Regions from separate parts of the Pan troglodytes genome. Here region 1 is linked to region 2. Evidence: chromatin contacts called from public Hi-C data. All regions are on one chromosome and are shown on one strand. Each heading gives the region's core, a stretch centred on a gene start, on an enhancer-like site or on the middle of the called end of the contact. The rest is flanking DNA. Distances are from core to core; before and after follow the strand shown. Region 1 holds the start of FBXO48 (F-box protein 48). Region 2 has its middle 80 kb from the start of GFPT1.

What was found. Hi-C and Micro-C count contacts between places; a contact is called where the count stands out from the background.
Region 1: a Hi-C map of stem cell-derived neural progenitor cells shows a contact between it and region 2, with 4 times the contacts expected there. The contact joins the promoter of FBXO48 here to the enhancer-like site in region 2. A contact is called at or near these places in 1 of 7 Hi-C or Micro-C datasets (stem cell-derived neural progenitor cells) and 1 of 1 datasets of contacts at active chromatin or transcription factors (stem cell-derived excitatory neurons).

Annotation. Positions count from the first base shown.
Region 1 is chr12:54,270,558-54,276,615 of NHGRI_mPanTro3-v2.0_pri, reverse strand. FBXO48 (F-box protein 48) reads right to left here and starts at 1,464. Exons shown (of 4, transcript XM_001167525.7): 1 at 1,356-1,464; 2 at 282-617. APLF (aprataxin and PNKP like factor) reads left to right here and starts at 1,637. Exons shown (of 11, transcript XR_010149109.1): 1 at 1,637-1,972.
Region 2 is chr12:53,431,553-53,437,174 of NHGRI_mPanTro3-v2.0_pri, reverse strand. No RefSeq gene overlaps it. Among named protein-coding and RNA genes, the nearest start is that of GFPT1, 80 kb to the right of the region's middle. Within about 2 kb of position 2,489, at least 7 of the 24 cell types and tissues checked have an H3K27ac peak or open chromatin away from gene starts, as enhancers often do. A contact at or near this core is called in stem cell-derived neural progenitor cells, where this site is marked.

The DNA.
Region 1 (6,058 bases), core at 215-2,714, 840 kb before region 2:
GTAGGTGCTTACATTTGACACAACTACTATCTGAAATGGACAAGAAGATGAGATCTGGATTATGAAACAAAGTCTCAAATATTCAACTCAGTCATAAGAGTAGTGTTTTAGAAATGGCCCCTTGAAGTTATCCTACATGCGTAATTACAAGCTAAGGATTATAGTCACTGAAGACATCAAGCAACAGTGAGTGACAACTGTAAACAATGTTTAGAACTCAGCTAGGTACAGTATGTGACTATTTGAAGCCCAGATTTAAAACTCAGTTTCAGCTAATTTACCTAAGGTGAATGGTGCAGGCTTCCCAAATCAGTTGAAAGCATGACTGGGTACATCACCATCCTTGAGTTACTTTTGTATATAAAGACAGCTTGTATTCACTTAAAATCAGTTTATTCCATTTTGCACTTCCTTTTATAATGGGGGTTGGTTGTGCAAGAGGAGAGGTTTGAGGTACAGCTAAATACTTCTTTTAACTCAGCTGAACACAAATCTCTTTTCTAGATGAGCTACTCAGCTATGTTTCCGGACTTGCCAAGACCACGGTGGCTCCCATTCATGATCCAGATTAGCTGTGGTGGCTGGAACTGCAGTCTGTGTTCAACAGAAGTCTTCTTCTTGAGGGTTTGGGGAAGTAAGAAAGCAAACGTAAAAACGGGTGAGTCAAGAGCAAGTTTTTGCCATGCACCTTGGCCCCTCCCACCACTAATACAAACCAAAGCCAAACCACAACGTTCTTGAAAAGAATCTCACATTAGGAAAACGTTACAATGCATTTAAACGTTACAGTGTGTTTATCCACTTCTCCCAGGATCTTACTGGGAGAATAAAATGCCTCCCCTTGTGGAATTCCTGTAACGGGAATGAAGGCTTTTGAATTTCACAGCAGGGGATGCCTTTGCGAGTTTCTAAAATCCCACTAGGAATCTTTCTTCTACGTCCAGGTTCGCCTGGATGCCTGGAAACGACCCCTCTTCTGCCCTTTCTCCTTTATGAACTGAGCTTTCCTGAATTCTCTCTCAAGTGAAGTAAAAGCTCGTCCCCCTTTCAACTATCACTCGGAGGGATAGATCGGCGGCAGCGCAGTCGGAGGGGCGGGGAGCCCCACTCCGTCCAAATCCCGCGGGTCAGGGCTAATCACCCCACGTCCCGTCTGAGCCACCCTCCTTGTGTCCCGCGCGGGTGGCAGCTGCTGGAACCCAAGAACACAGGGCACTGACAAGTGACAAAAAACCGTCAGCGTTGACTGTCACTGCGGCTCCAGGCCGCGGAGGGAAGGCTGAGCTTGCGTCCGGGCCGCGTCCCCGGGAGCGCAGACACCTAAGCCAACGGGAACGGAAGACCCTTCTACCTACTAGGCCGCGGTGGCTTCTCCTCCCGCGATTTAAATCCTCCGGAATTCGAATCCTTCCCCATAGCTCTTCGCATCCCGCCCACCTGAGTCCCGCCCTGCTCAGAACTCGCGCAGGCGCCGAGAGGGGCGCGCAGTGCCTTTGGGGATTGGTAGTTTTTTCCAGGGCATCTCCGCTCGGGAAAGGAAGTGAAGAAAGGCACCAGGACTACAAGGCCCGGCGTCCTCCAAGATGGGAGGGAGGTGAAAAGGGTGTTGGGGAATAAGCCGGGGTTTTTAAACAGTAGTTTTGAGGCGGCGTGACTGGGGAATCCCCGGTTGCGTCATTAGTAGGCGTGGAGGGGCGGGACTCGTGAAGCTGCGCTGGGGCCGGGCTCTGAGAGGACCGGCGCAGCCGCGGGGAGCCTTTGAGGCCCTCCCTCGGTGTTTTTTCCCAGGGCGTGGGCTTGCCCCGCGCGTGTCTGTGGAGGGCGGAAACAGCGGCGGGGCCAGTCTCCTGGCGAAGGGGCCTAATCCTTGCCCGCCATGTCCGGGGGCTTCGAGCTGCAGCCGCGGGACGGCGGTCCCCGGGTGGCCCTGGCGCCCGGGGAGACGGTGATCGGCCGCGGGCCGCTGCTGGGAGTAAGTGTGGGCGGGGGCTTAGCGGACCCCGAGAGCCGTGGAGTTCCGCGCCGGCTCCTGAAGACCGGCCCTAGTCCTGGCCGGTTTCCCCACCGCGCTGGTCCGCCAGTCCGGATTTTAGAAGTTTGGGGCCGCACGTTTTTCAGTTACCTTTAAGCCAATTCACAAACATTTCTTTATGTTGCTTTTAAAACACTGACTGTATTACCATTATTATCTTATCCAGGGATTGGCAAACTAGTGCCTGGGGGCCAAATCCAGCCTATGTTTGTATGGCCCCATGAACTAAGAATGATTCTTAAATTCTAAAATGTAAAATGTAAACAAAAAACCTACTAATTTTTCAGGGGGAATAGTTGCTCCAAGGGTTGAGGGTATTGCGGCTTGTCTTGTAAAGCCTAAAATATTTACAGTAGTGTCTGGTCCTTTACAGAAAAGTTTGCCAAACTGTGATATTACGTCTTCTAGGCTAATTTCTTTTAAGCTTTGGTCTCCTTTGCAGAGCTGTGTGGACCTTATTTATTTATATTATTTATTATTTCCAGTAAAATGAGTAGCTAACCCTTCATAAGTAATGTGTATAGCGTTCGTGTCATTGGTCTAAGGAGACATTACCTATACCAACATCTTTAACTGTCTCAAGACCGTATCAGTTAGGTATTTTTATTATCCTCATTGTTCAGATGAGAAAATTGAGCCATACATACATTATTTAAAGTCCATACATAAGCTTTTGGACACATAATGCCACAAAGCTAATATTCTCTACCTTCTTTGGGAGAGGTTTAGGAATAAGAACATTTGCATATTGCATTCTGGAATTCTATAGATCTCTTAAGTACATCTAGTCTTCTATTTTGTTCTTTAACATTCAACATTTCTTGTTTGGTGCTTACTGTGTAGAACATTTTGCAGATTCTAGCACTGTGGGGCATACAAAGATGAATGGAACATGGGTCCCTACCCTTTAGGAGTTTTCTCTTGGGACTAGGGAGACACCTGTGTCAGTGAGCTAACACCAAGGAGTAAGGAGTGTGTACTGTTGTCCTGGTTAACTTCCAGAGTCTAAATGGAACCATTGGTACTTGCCTTAGGTCCCTTCTGGGAGCAGGGAAAGGAGTGGTAGTTTCAGATTGTATTATGGAAGCTCGTCCTAAAGGGGTGTGTGTGTGTGTGTTGTGTGTTGTGTACATGCACATGTGCATGTGGTAAGGTTATTGAGGAAGTAGATATTCAATTGCTGTTCATTTTTTTACTGGACAAGTGATTATTTAAATGTTTAATATCATTTCTATTTTTTTCATCGTTTATTGGCCTATACAAACACTGGAAGGAACTGTCTGGAGGCTTTATTTTTCTTTTAAATTCGTAGGTTAGAAACTTAAGAGTATGTGCTTAATCTAGTAATCATATGTCTGGTGACTAACGAGTTTTGACTTGCTTAAGAAATTGTCACCAGTATAGTACTGTGGGTCTGGTTAAAAGGTGGATGAATTTTAGGGCCGTGGTTTAGAAACATGGCAACAGATTGCAGACCCTTTCATTATTTGTAGCTTGTTCTTTGTGTTGTCGACTTGCTAATGTGAGATGAGCCTATTTGGTATCTGTTTTTAAAAATGGTAAGGAGTGAAAGCTGGGCAATTACCTGGTCCAGATTTTGCTTTTCCTTTTGAAATAACATTCAGGCATGAGATTCTCTTGCCAAGGTTGGCGTGTATCGGAAGTGGTTATGAATGACATCCTAAGTGTGTTAAAGGAAAAATTTGGAGAACAAACAAATCGCCTTGTAGTTTTTTCGATTTTGGAGCTGACAGATGCACTCGATTCTTCTCTGCAGTGGTTAAAACACAACATAAGGGCTCCTGTTTCCAACAACAGCAATTCCAGTGAGATTTATTTTTGTATTGTGAGAGAGCGAAGATTGAGTTCTAAGTGGAAAACTCAGTAAGTTCATTGTAAATTGGTATCAGAAACGATTAATATAAATAAGGGTGATTTTGAACTTTCTTAATTGGGCATGTTTTTCTGAGACAAGCTTCACAAACCTTGATGGCCACACAAACATAAAAGTTTATAATCTCACTGTGTAAAATAGTCTTGGTAGTAAAACAGTTTGACAATGAGAATGGTTTTGTATTTTTATGGTGGTAGGAAAACACGACAGAGAAACCTGTCACAGAGAACAAAGGACAATGAAATTTAATCTTTCTTGTTCCCTTTGCTTTCATGTGAGTCATCAGAGAACCCCAGGTCTTTGTTTACTAGATTTTGATTCTGCTCCATGATTGGCATCAGTTAGAAGGTTTTACAGCAGGATTAATCTTCAGAGAACTTGAGTTAAAACAGCCAATCCAAAAGATTACATATTGTGTGATTCCATTTATATAACATCATTGAAATTGCGAAATTGCAAAATTTCGAAAATGGAGAACAGATTAGTGGTTGCCAAAGGTTAAAAAATTAGGCAGCAGGGCAGAAGGGAATGGATATGGCTATAAAATAGCAACATGAGGGATATTTGTGGTGATAGAAATGTGCTTTGTCTGGACTGTGTCAGTATCAATATCTTAGGTTGATATATTGTACTATAGTTTTGTAAGATGTTACCATTGGGGAAAACTGGATAAATGGTACAAGAGATATTTCTGTATTATATCTTTCAACTACATGTGAATCTACCATTATCTTAAGAAATTTAATTTAAAAGGGTTTTACAGTACGACATGTCAAGCACTGTTAGGCCAAAGTATTTGCTTTATGGGTTTTAATTAAAGCTGTTACACTCTTAAATGAAATCTACTATTTCTGATTTCAGATTTTTCTTATTTTGTTTTGACAGCAGGGATTATATGACACATTTCTTTATGATCTATTTTCCTCCTAGGAAACAAGATAGCAAAAGATATCTAGTGATACTTTCTCAATGTAGATGTAATTAAATTGACTGCTTTGATTAAAAGGAGAAGAGTCCTCAGTTGGGGGAACAGGGAAGGTCATAGGCTTCAGTATAGACTCTTCAGGTGGCATCAGTTCACCACTTCTAAGAATGTTGTAAATGTTCTACAAAGTTTACACAAAGTAACCATCCCCTGACCTGGCAGCTCTATATTTTAACTGCTTGTTGCAGAATCCTGGCTGTCCTGGAATGCTGTTCCTACCTGCTCCAACATAGGTTTCTTCCCTTACGTTTCTTTTATTTCTAGATTTGCCCTTCCCTCATTTTATTATTTAGCCTACAACCAGTGCCTAGCGCACAGTAGGCCTTTAACACGTGATTTCTTCCTTCCATTTTGTCATCTCAGCCTCTCATTCACTCTACCCTCAAAAAGAGCCTAATTGTGACTTAGATATGAAAAAGGGTTATCATTGAGTTTTGAAGTGAATTTAAATATAGTAAAGATGCAGTCCTACCAACTGCTAAATCTTAAGGAGTAGCATTCATAATGAATTAAGTTTTAACATTTTTCCTGTTTTGTTGATTGATAATTCGCTAAATTCAGGAAATAGTTGATAAATATATACTATGGTTGGATGGGAGGGAGTATAGGAGAAATAAAGGTGAATGAGAAACAAGTCTTTGCTCTCAAGAAACTTATAGTTTTGTAGGTTTGAGAGACAAATAAACAAGTATTAGTAACTAAACAAGGCTACAACCTCACATGGGGACTGGAGCCAGGCTGACACTTGGAGTAAGCGAAGTGGGAGGGAAGAAGAAAAACAACACAGGGACAGTGATAAATGACAACAGTTCTGCCTCAGTGTTGGGAAGGCCACAAGGAGAGGGTCTCTATGCAATCCCTGCTACTTTCCCCTATTCCCACTTGGTAACAGTGTCATATTGTTTTTTTAAGAATAGTAAGAAATTTGAATTTTTGGATATAATCCCTGATTTTTAAAAGGTCACATTTTTATTAAAAGTTTTGGTTAAATACCATGAGTCTGTTGATGAAGAGTTAAATTCTATAAAATATTTCAAGAGATTTATTCTGAGCCAAATATGAGTGACCATGGCCCGTGACACAGCCCTCAGGAGGTCCTGAGAGCATATTCCCAAGGTGGTCAGGGTACAGCTTGGTTTTTATATAT
Region 2 (5,622 bases), core at 1,240-3,739:
AAAAAGGAATTTCCTCTTCTCTTTGGGCCCAGGGACAAAGTAAAGGCTGTCCCAAAGGTGAATGGAAGTCCTCATCCTCTCTCCTGAATATAGAGAGGCAGGTAGAGCCCTCTCTCTGGGGGAGAGATGATGGCAGCTACAACTCTGCGGGGGGTCCCCATCTCCCCAAGGATGATCCTATGGCCCTAGTAGCCACCACCCTGGGAGGTGGACTGCACCTCACTGCCCTGTGCTTGTCCAAGCCTCCAGGACGGTCCTGCTAAAAATTTCAGCCTGATCTCAGCTGCGTTACAGGGCCTTGGAGAAAAGCCTCCTCATCCCCTTGCCCAGAATACCAGAAGGGACAGCAGCGTCCCTCTTCCAGCCCAGGGCAGCCACGTGCTGACACGATGCAGAGGCCAGAGCCCAGAGCCCTGGACCACACACGACCAGTTCTTCTAAGACAGCAGGCTGAGCGAGGCCTGGGGAGTTGAGGCATGCTGCAGCGGGGGCGGGGGGAGGGGGGCGTTGGAGGTGAGGGTCCTGCATGGGCAGGTGGCATGTGAAGTGGATTGAAATGGGAGCTTATATTAGCAGGTGGCTGCTGAGGGTCACACGTACTGGTCAAGTAATTGCAAGCTGGTCAGGCACTGGGGTGGGCGATGGGTGGGGCAGTCAAGACTGAGGCATGGTCAACCCATTTCTGCCTGCAGTTTTGTGTGGCTGGGACACCCCACTGGCATCTCCTAGCCCAGCTCCTTTCGGACAGCTCTGCAGTCAGACCTCAGACAAGCTGCCAGTGGGGGTTAGCGGGAGACCTGGCCACCTGAGAGGCTGCGCGACTTCCCTTTCTCTACCAGGGCCGTCGCTCCTGGAGCAAGAAGCCGGCATAAGTGGGACCTCGAGGTCCAAAGCGACCTCAACATCAAAGAATTCAGCACTGTTTTGAATAGCCTGAACCAGCTTCCAAATCAATGCAAAATCCACTCACCTAGGGGCCTCGTCTTAGCTTAGCCCTTGTCACCCCCAGCCCGGGACCCTGAGGCGACAGCAGCTCACCTTAGAGACACCAACATTCTTTTCTGGTCCCTAATGCGCTGTGGACAGGGAAACAACCCTGCCTCGCTGACCTCGGCCATCTTCCTGTGCCAAAAAAGGGAAAGGAGCCAAAAGGAAGAGAGGCGGGAGAGACCACATTTTAAGGAGAAAGATATTTACAGATAGGCTCCCTCTCCTGCCTTCAACCCCTGAGCTATAATGCCTTGAAACGTTGCAATTTGCAATCAAATGTCAGACACAAAACCTTCTGGCTGGAGATGCAGCCGTGCCAGCTTCCTGAATTCTCTCCTCAAAGTCGGCTGCGTGGGGATTTAAACTCATTTAAACTGGTGGGCCTGGGACCGGCTGTATCCACCAAAAACCAGGAAGGGGAGCCGGCGCGGGGCGTGCACAGCTGTAGGAGGGCTCTCTGTGTGCGAATCCAGGCCCTGAGTTCGCACGCCCACCTGGGGCGGTGGTCCAGCCGCCAGGAACCCGCTTCCCAGCCGCTCCCCCTCACGCAGGAAGCCGGGACTCTGGGCCCAGCTCTCCCGGACCACGGCCACGTCCTGGCTCCAGCTACGGAGGCAGAAAGAAGCCACAGAAACCTAAAGGACAGGAGGGGAAACTGAGCTTTCCACGTGGGTGCGGCTGCCCTTGACACCCGCTTGGGGGCTCCGGAGGGGGAGGCAGGGCGGCCCCGCGCTGAGGGTGGAAGCGTGAACATCCGAGCAGAGAGAGCGGGGAGGGGCCGTCCGGAGAGATGCCCCGCTGGCCCGACTGTGGCCCCCGGGAAAGACGCCGGTCCCGTGAGCACCGCCCCTTCTGTTGTCTCCAGACGCCCCGCTGGGATCACTGCGCGCCGCCGCAGCTTCCCCACTACCCGTTCCAGAGCCACACCCTGGGGTGCGGCCGACACAAGATACCGCAAGGCCGGAGCCCCTCTGCGACCCCTACTTCCGAAGGCCGGGTCCCGGGCGCCTGCAGCCTCTTCCGCACCCGGCTCGGCCGGCGGGTCTGGGGCTCCCGGCACAGGTGGAGGTGGTGGCAGGTAGGAGGCGCTGCGGGGACACTACTGTCCCTGCCCTCCAGACGGCGCCCCGGGACGGCTGTGCCCCCAGGGCCTAGAAAAGTGCCTGAAGCTCAAGGGCCGCTCTCTGAGGGAGAGGGGACCGATCTGAGTGAGATCAGGGAGCGGGCAGAGGGGCTTGGAGGGGACCAGCCCAGAGCACCCCCACAGGGTGTCCCTTGGGTCCTGCCCTAGACTGCGCTGGATGGATTCTGCACACCCCACATTCCAGCCTCCCAAGACCATTGACGCCCTGTGTCTGCAGGCATGGCGCGCCCCGCAGAGCGAGAAATGTAAGGAAGGGCACAGGGCCGAGACGCGTGGCCGCCCCTTACTGCGCTTCCTCTCGACTCTCGGGGGCTTCGCCGCGTCTGTGCTCATTCAGGCTGGGAAGGCGCTGCCCCCGTGTGGCCGCTGCCCGTCTCCGCAAGGCTGTCGTGTGGGGCGCTCCTCTGCTGTGACCAGCGCGGTTTGTGTGATTCCGCTCCCCCGCTCACACCCACCTGTTTCAGCACTGTTTTGAATAGCCAGAACCAACTTCCTAATCAATGCACCTGGGGTGGATACGGCGCGGGGGTGGGGGTCACAATAACACCACAAAGTAGCATTTTTCTGGTTCGGCTCCACCTGGAGAACTGTGGGTTCTGCGGACCCCCGAAAATTCCAACCAATTACCAAGTAGTTCAGAAGTTCCAGGAGTCTGGGCCACTGTGGCGGTCGCCATCTTCTCCTGCTGAGGGGCTGAGGTGCCCATTGCTGTCCCTCTCTTCCTGGTGCTCTCAGTGCTGAGCTCCAGCATGCCCCTGTGGAAGGCCCTGCCACAAAGCCTGGCTGCTCCACGCTCCCTGACTCGGCTGTCCTCAAATCCCCCTTCCCCTCTGACAGCCAGTGGTTTATTTACATCAACTGGGTGCCCCCAAGGTTAGACTTTCCAATGAAGACCCCGCTCCATTTACACGGTGGTTTTGTTTTACATTTTTAAGCAACAGTTCTCTCAGATATTATTAACAGAGAAAGCATCGTTTGGGTATAAAAGAAGAAGGCCGAGAATGAGGACATCTAGACCCCAGCTGAGGTGTTCTCCAACCAGCGCTGTGCTCCTGGGGGTCTCTCCGGTGGCTCTGTTTAACAGGGGGTCACCTGCTGAAATAGATGCCTGTGGTGTTCATGGCAGGGGATATGAGGATCTTTTAGTGCAGAAGAAAGTTTAGTGGAAAGGAGATGGTGGAGCAGTGAATGAGAGAGTGACCCTGTGGTATGTGGTCCCAGCCCCACTCAGCGCAAGAACTGAGCCTGGTAATACCTCAGGAGCAGCCTCTGTGGGGTGACCAGCTTGCGGGGCAAGGCATGGGCCCTGAGGAGAGGGCACAACAGGTGCAGACGATTGCTAACCCAGACCCACAGAAGATGTAATGGGCTTCTTCCTAAACACACACGCAAACTCCTGGGGACTTTGAGAAATGCCTGTGGCATTTGGAGTGGTGGAGGAGGACACCAATGTCCTGTCGTTATGAAGGACCCCAAAGCTGGGGGAATTAAGCCAAAATATGGACCCACAGATTGGCTGCTGCTGGCGATATTCACAGGAGGTCATGCAGATTCTGTCTGGGATCATTGGAGTCCCGATGCCATGTCTACCTACATCATGCACGTGTGACACCCTTGGAGTAGAACCAGTTTATTCACAGGGTAACCCTGGCAGTGGCATCTGTAGAGAATTCTGGAGCTTGCAGCTGGGAGGGACCCTCAGTACTCCCTGCTGGCTCTGAAGACCCCAGAGGGCAGTGAGGGGGCAACAACTGAGAGGACCTCCTAGGCTGCTCTGAGCTCCTGGGCAGGTCTAAAGAGGTGGCTGGATGTTCCAGAGGGAGGAAAAGGCAAGTGGCTTTGCCCAAGCTGGCTGGCATTTCTGGTCACTCTGTGTCCCTAGAGAAATGCCTGAGAACACTCAAAGTCCTTAGGTCAGACCCAACATGTCTAAAAAGACGGAGTCTTCCTAGAGACTATGGGGAAACTATGGAGAGGAGGGTCACAGGGATTATGTCAGATGTGCCAGAATTTGGGATACAGGCACACAAGCTGGGTCGGTGATTCCTGAAGCCAGGTTACCCCGGCATTTCCAGTGACACGATCCAGTCGTAAGTCCCCTTTTGTGCTTCAGTTCCATAGAGTAGGGTTTCTGTTACCCATAACCAGAGGAGTCCTCTCACAATACAGGATTTGTTAAGTCTCCACACATAATTAGATATGGGCTAACAGGAAGTGGACATCTCAGGCAGTGGTAATCTGAAGGCTGCGGTGCCACTCAGAGAGGTGTGGTAGGTGCTGTGCAGGTTGTATTGGGAGTGTGAACTGAATTACTGTGGCAGTGTCTACTTCTGAATGCTGGGTGTGGCTGGCCCAGGAGACTCTGGACCCAGGAAAAGCCTGTTTTGCATTTTCTCATGCAGGTTCATCTCTCTTACAATCACGGACTACCTCTCACCCTGCACCTCAAGATACACTTAACACTTAATTCTGAAGTGTATTGGGTGCCTGAAAACAACCACATGCAATAATAAAACTCTCCCCAGTTCCAAATGGCTTGAACTAGCGACACACAAAGAGAGGGTAGAGGCCCCTGTGGATTGAAGATTATTAAATATGAAGTATGTTTGTCAGGAAAAAAACCTTTGTTTATATAAACAGTAGAAGCGCCGCCATGGTAACCCTGCTGGGTTTGCTCTGCAGCCCGTAAAGGCCTCAGAGCCAAATTACCACCTCCTTTTTCATTGCTAGCCTACATTTTTAAAAAAACATCTCCAGCCAAAATTCCATGATCTGCCTGCTTGGTTTCCAGGCTCAGAAAATATCATTTTAAAAGGACTTGGGAACCAGTTAGAACCGCTGCCAATGCTTCTAAATGAAAGCTCATTTCTCTCACACACACTCTCACACACAAAGACGCATTTTGTTTGCCAAACTACAGTATGCTTTTCCTTTTTTATGTAACCCAAGTTTCCTTGGGCCTCCCAAGCCTGCAGGGCCGATGAAATGACACTAACATGTGACCCACAGGAACCCAGATCCCATTGGCTCCAGGTGTTTCTCCCACTTGCTTGCAAGGGCCTTGCCTCCTAGGAGGTCTCTGAGTCCTCTGGGTCGTGTGCCTGGATGTGGCCCTGAACAAATCCACTGCCAGACGTAGGGCGGCTTGTCTCCGCAACAGGGCCCGATAGGACCTGCATCACCTCTGTGCTGTCCCTGGAAGTCAAAGCACTTGGTGGTGGGTGAGGAGGCTGCTCCGAGGAGAGCCCCTCGCCTCCCTTTGTGCTACACTCAAGAAACACGCCCCAAACCAGGCCGCTGTGCCCACTGCCTCACAGGCATTGTCAGCAGATGACCTTAGAGTTTACTCACATGCCCCTGCCAGCCAAAGATCCCGGCCACAGATCCCAGGGCCGGTCCAAGTGGTGGCAGGTGGCCCTTCTCCGCATTAAGCTTCCTCCTGTGGCTGAGGGCAAACTCATCATTTCTGCCCTGCAGGAAGCTCCTCA